2 separate regions of the Mus musculus genome follow, and region 2 is linked to region 1. Evidence: chromatin contacts called from public HiChIP or PLAC-seq data. All regions are on one chromosome and are shown on one strand. Each heading gives the region's core, a stretch centred on a gene start, on an enhancer-like site or on the middle of the called end of the contact. The rest is flanking DNA. Distances are from core to core; before and after follow the strand shown.

The links. HiChIP or PLAC-seq counts read pairs in DNA pulled down with a chosen protein or histone mark.
Region 2: a contact with region 1 is called in an H3K4me3 HiChIP or PLAC-seq map of embryonic basal ganglia, with 5 times the contacts expected there. The contact joins the enhancer-like site here to the promoter of Dkk3 in region 1. A contact is called at or near these places in 15 of 39 promoter capture datasets (the C10 cell line, the HPC-7 cell line, HPC-7-derived erythroid cells and 11 more), 12 of 484 Hi-C or Micro-C datasets (CD8 T cells, LSK cells, bone marrow-derived DN2 thymocytes and 9 more), 4 of 115 datasets of contacts at active chromatin or transcription factors (embryonic basal ganglia, embryonic stem cells and pancreatic cancer cells) and 4 of 9 other capture datasets (adipose tissue, embryonic stem cells, liver and 1 more).

The regions. Positions count from the first base shown.
Region 1 is chr7:112,157,584-112,160,564 of GRCm38.p6, forward strand. It overlaps Dkk3 (dickkopf WNT signaling pathway inhibitor 3), which reads right to left and starts at 1,548. Exons shown (of 8, transcript NM_015814.3): 1 at 1,383-1,548; 2 at 600-835. The coding sequence starts at 812.
Region 2 is chr7:112,353,441-112,356,421 of GRCm38.p6, forward strand. It overlaps Mical2 (microtubule associated monooxygenase, calponin and LIM domain containing 2), which reads left to right. Exons shown (of 26, transcript NM_001193305.1): 26 at 459-535. The coding sequence ends at 499. Among named protein-coding and RNA genes, the nearest start is that of Micalcl, 20 kb to the right of the region's middle. Within about 2 kb of position 1,446, at least 54 of the 459 cell types and tissues checked have an H3K27ac peak or open chromatin away from gene starts, as enhancers often do. A contact at or near this core is called in embryonic basal ganglia and neural progenitor cells, where this site is marked.

The DNA.
Region 1 (2,981 bases), core at 298-2,797:
TGCCCTCCCTTCTGACCACTCACTATGGCATGGTCTTAGGACTTACTTTAGTCCTCCTTCGCTGCCCCACAACACATTTAAGGGAGCCAGACAGATTGCCAGCAGAGCTCAAGATTCTTTTCCGCATGACTAGCGTCCTGACTGTTTCTTGGGGAAGATGGTACAGGCTCAATGCCCAAGGGACACGTTGGAACTTGAAGCTGTCTGCAGCTGCCCCAGCCTCTGCAAACCCATTGCGCTGAGACACCCGAGTGGCCCCAACCTCAGCTCAGCTCCAACAGGGGACAGCCAGCTGCGACACAGTGGCTCCTGCTCCTTAGGAAGAATTCCACCAAACCTCCCTTGCTGGACAGGGATGCATTCAGACTTTCGGCAGGCAGACAGAACCGGCTGAGAGTAAGAATCACCCAGCGCTGCACTCAGGGCACTCCACGTCTGCTGTCAGGCCTTTTTTCCAGCTCTGCACAAAGCCAAGTCTTTGGCCAGTGCTGCAACCATCGCTAGAAATATCCCCCCCACCCCACCCCCGCCAAGCCCCCGGCCCACTCCCTTTCTCATTCTCGCACTTTCAGAGCCAGGCGCCCTCAGGGTGCACCCACCTCCTCCACGGCACTGCGCAGTTTGTGCTGAGTGTCTTCCATCAGCTCCTCCACCTCTCGAAACATCTCATTGAGCGTAGCTTCCTCCTGAGGGTAGTTGAGAGCTGGGCCCGGCTCCGCCGGAGTCCAAGTGACCGTCGGGGAAGGAGCAGGAGCAGTGGGGACCGCCGCCGCCAGCAGTGTACACAGCAAAATACCCCCGAGCCGCTGCATGTTTGTTCCGCGCTGGCCGCCGCCTGTGTGTCCCGGAAAGCTATCAAAGACTGCAGGACCACCCCTCTTGCCCGTCCCGCCCCGCCCCGCTGCTCTGCCCGCCCCCAGATGGAGCGATACCCAGCCCCCTCCCAGACTCAATCCCTGCTGGAAACAGTGGTGACCACTACTCCTCTCCAGCCTGGGTGCCCTCTGCACTCTAAGCCCCCAAACCCCGTTCTAGTACCCAGGAAGAGCTCCACTTGACACGCTTATGGAAACCCCAGCTCCGGAACCAAGGAACTCAAGTCTTCTACTCTTAATAGCAGACCACTTGCCCGAATCAGGAGACATTATCTGGACTACGGGTTCGAGTCCCGTCCCTTCCTTTACTATTTCCCCATCAATTCTATTACTGGGATCTCTTGGACCCTGACACAGGCTCAAGCCTCTCCTAGCCCCAAGCAGAGATCAGCAGAGCCCTCCTCCCAGTTCATCCTCCTCCCATCGCGATGCAAATGCATGGAGCCCCCCATCTCTAACTAAGGGAGACCCAGCTGGGCTATCTCCACGACGATGACCACCGCTCACCCAATTCGAATGAACAAAGCTGAGCTGCAAGCTGGATCTGGTCACGACCGGTAGCTGGGCTGCCACAGAGCAGCTGGAGAGGCACTGTGTGCGGCTAGGATGCAAAAGCGCCTGTATCCAGAAAGCCTGCAGCCTGCGCCCCCCCAGTCCACCACGCCTCCGCCCGGCGGGAGGGGCGGTCGCACAGCCAATCGCTCTCCAGGCCGTCTGCGACCTCAGCTCACTCCAGCCTCTAAATCCTGGGAGGGCCAGTCTGCAGGAATCTATCCTCTTCCTGGCAGCCCCCTACCTCCGCGATAGCCCAGGCTTCTACTACATTTTACAGCCTTCTTGAGTCTCACCTTGCTAGCTCTAAGCCTGCCTCTGCCTTGGACGCAGTCCTAAGGGATGGAATCCCAGCCCCTCAGCCATTACAAGGTAGTCTAGACAGTACCCAGCCAGGAAAATCCACTTTTGGCCATGAGAATGGGTCAACAGAATGTCAGCAAGTCCCTAGACAGGCGACATAGCAAAGTAGCTAGGATGGACACCAACAGTCCCAGTACTGCCAAACTAGTATGGTCTGTAACGTAGCTTGATGTATGCTGCAGGCTACAGCTGTACATGTAATTCCTACTTAATACGCACGATTCATGAAGAGGGGTCAGGGCTTGAAAATGGGCTGTGTACCTGAGATAGCAACCTGGTCTATTGACAGTTATCTCTTCAGTGCCTAGAAAAGGGGTACTAAAAAATTAAATTAAATTAAAAATTTTTTTAAAAAGTGTTTCCGAAAACCCTTCTCCCACTTCTTTATCTATCCTGATTCTTCCTCATCAGTTTCCCTGACATCTCTCTCTCCCCTCCCCTCCCCTCCCCTCCCCTCCCCTCCCCTCCCCTCCCCCCTCTCCGCATCTCCTGATCTTTTTCTCATTTCTTCCCTGTGCTGGCTAATTTTTTGTCAACTTGACACAAACTAGAGCCACGTGGGGAAAAAACACCTCAGCTGAGAAACTGCCTCCATTGGTTTGGTCTGTCCGTTGCAGCATTTTCTTAACTGCTAATTGATGTAGGCGATCCCAGCCACTAGGGGTGATACCACCAACAGGCAGTTGAGCCAAGGCTGTGTAAGAAAAGTGGCTGAGCAAGCCAGAAGAGCAAAAGACAGTGACCTTCCTCCATTGGCTCTACCTCACGTCCTGAGCTCCAGGCCTGGCTTCCTTGATGCTGGAGTATAAACCTGTAAGACGCAATGAACCCTTTCCTCCCTGAGTGGCTTTTAATCATGATCTTTATCACAGCAACAGAAAGCCAAACTGGAACATGCCTCATCTGTCCTCTGGGGTAGCTAGCACAGGTCACAGACTCACTGGAGTCTCTTCACCAGCCCCTCCCCTGCCACCCACGAGGAACCAGGAGCTTGGTTGTATCTGCAGGGCTCCAGGCCTACACACCTGATCCCTGAGAAACGAAGTGGGGTGGGGTGGTTAGAGCAATAGCTGCTGGTACAGCACTACGGTGACGTGGATAGTGACAAGCATTATCCATTTATTTATTTATTTATTTATTTAGTTAGTTAGTTAGTTAATTAGTTATTTATTTAATTTATTTATTAAGTTT
Region 2 (2,981 bases), core at 196-2,695, 200 kb after region 1:
AGGCTGGTTTGAATTACTCTGGTAGACAGGGTGTGTCTGACACAGGGCTGAGACATCTGTATATTCTGAGTCCTTGAACCTTCCTGGTGGGCAACAGCAGGGGTAGGTCCTGGGAGCAGATACTCTAGAGATGAATTTGCCTCAAGGATGAATATGAGACCCCAGAGTAAACTGGAGACAGAGGGGGCTGTGGAGGGCAGAAGGTCCTGGGAACATTTACAGACAAGAGTGGAGTTCTGTTACTATGCAGACCCTGGGCATCCACTCTTGGAAATGAATAGCTGGCCACCACCAGGAAGGTCTGTCCCTCCTAAGCAGGCAGTCCCTTTGTGAGGGACAGTGGTGGCTCTGTTCCTCACCTCCAGTGTCATTTTCCATTGTGATTGGTATTTGTTTTAGGCCCTTGCTAAGTCCTCCTTTCTGTCTTTCTCTCTCCAATCTCACTTTGCGGCCGCCAGTACGTTTCAGCCTTCCAGTCCTACACCCACTTCTTGGCTGACACTTCTGTTCTAAGGTGACTGATTTTCTTGGCAATTTTCAGAGAGAGGTACTAACCCCTAACCCGCTTTCTGCGCCCCATCCTCTGCGTGCGTCGGTGGTCCTGGTTGTGCTAACTGTGAGTGTCTTGCCTACTAATATGGACTCGCTAGAGGCATGAATGGTAAAGAGCATGGGGCGGGGGTCAGCTTGAAAGCCACGTTCTGCCTCCCCTTCTTTGGAGCCCAGCCAGCAGCCTGGGTCCACAACAAGTGCATGCCCCATGCCACTTCTCCTCTGCACCATGGGCTGGCTTCTTTGCATGTTGCGCTTTCAAAACCTTTTGTCTTCCTGGGAGGGTTCACCATGATTGTGAGACAATACCGAGGGCTCTTGTCACCTTTCAAAACATTTCTACGTAGTAACCTCTGAAAAAAAGACATGTCTAGGCATATCTTCTTCAACCCATTCTAATACAAAGATTACTAATGCCTTTAATTGAGACCATAAGTGACTCAGTTTGGTGAAGTTTTAAAAGTATACTTTTTTTCCCCAGACTCCAAGGCCAGCTTGACCCATGCTCTCTGTGCTGTGAATATAATGACAATAGCGAGCCCTTGCCCTGGTTCAGCATAGTTAGTCCTAGGGCCTTACTATGCCTTTCACGTGCCTCTGGGCTCTTAAGTCCCTTACTGTTCCACAAGCTTTAATCGGAGCAGTTGTGGTCACAGGAGAAGGTCAGCCACTGTTGATGCTCCTGTCAATCTGTGGAAAGGGCATATTGTCTCTGCTCATTTACCTGGAGCAGTGCACCAGTCATGTGCAAGAAGCAGTCACAACGGAGGGCAGAGAGCAGATGAGAGTCCAGCCCCACATTTTCAGACTGCAGCCAGAATCCCCCTCACGTGCAGCTAGGGCCACCCTGCTCTCCAGCTTCCGCCCAGTCCTGCATGCCGCACTTGCCTGCTGTGTTGGCACAGAGCCCAGCCAGTACAAAGTCCTCTCCTCTCCTCTTTTCTTCTCTTCCAGCATTCCCCTCTCTAAAATGTCAACCAAAGAGAGCCTCTCCCTCCCCCCATCCCACTCCCGCGCCCCCCCTCAGCCCCTTTAGACAGTCTCCTCCCCATCTCTCAGCAAGGCATGTCTCTGACCCTAGAGAATTCATTTACAGTGCCATATGGAACCCTGTATTTTACACACACAGCAAACGATGTTTAGGTTTATTTATGATATTTGATGCTGTAAATGAAAATAAATATGGTTCTTTATAAAGCTCACCGTTTCCTCTCTTCTTTGCCATGGAAGCTTCTAAAATCTCAAACACGGGCACCGGTTTAGGGGAACCGTCCTCCCCTAAACTGCTGGCGGGGCTTGCACTTGTGGTGACCCGGGACTCTCTGGGGCTGTGCCAGGGCGATCTGAAATATTACCCAAGGGTAATATTTGGAAAAATGTCACCAATACTCTGGTGCCAGGCTTTGGGGTCTCTTCCTGGAATGTGTGGTACTTTACTGTTCTAGACTCTGGGCAGAGGATGAGAGAGCCAGTGTGACCTCAGGAACAGGCTGTGTTGCCATGGCTCTCTAAGAGAGCTTTACCAAGAGCCCCGCCTGTTTGGGTTCTCACTGGTCCACCCAAGTGATGGGGGAAATAAGGAGGAAGGAGTGGGCACCAGTCTCTGGAAGACAGAGAACCCGCACGCGTACTCATGGCAGCCCTGTGGTGTGAGGCTCCATCCACCTGGCCACTCTGAGGCTAGTGCCCAGAAGGCTCTGCCCAACATCTCTCAGTTTAGGGGAAGGACTTGGCATGTCCACTGACTCCCCTGGACAGTGCCAGATCTCTCCAGGCTCTGCCATTTCCAGACCAGATGTGGTTGGGCTTCCAACACTAGCAGAAGAACCCCCCTGTTAACTATGAGGGTCCTGGCATCTCCCAGAGAGCATGTCTGGGATTCCAGGCTCCAGCTCAGCTGCTGATGCCCGAGTTTGCCTTTGGTTCCTTTACCTGTGCATCAGTTATTGCCCATGGCACAATTCTAGGCCCAAGAGACATAGCACAGCGTGCCAAAAGACCCTTGCCCCTGGCTGACATTTATTAAGTATGTGCCTCGGTGTGTTTTAATTCTGATTCACCTAATCTATGCTCTTGCTCATTTACCCATTTGCCTCATTTTGCTGATCACCTACTGTGTTCCAGGAAATACAGCTAATCATGAAAGTCTGAGATTTGAAACCTCATGTTAAGTTTTTGGTAAAGTCCTCTAATTAAATAAGCTTAACTAGCTGTTTGGATTGGCTTTCTCAGAGCTGTTTAGAGAGTGTCTTGGTTTGATTTGGCTTGACTACATAATTGGTATTAGGTAGAATATTTTTTTAATTCAAAAACACTGAAGACTTAACTTTTTGTGATGGAGAGATCAAATCCAAGACTTTGGTAGGCAAGCACTCTACCACTGAGCTACCTCCCCTACCCTATGGCGTAACATTTCTAAGGAAGTCTAA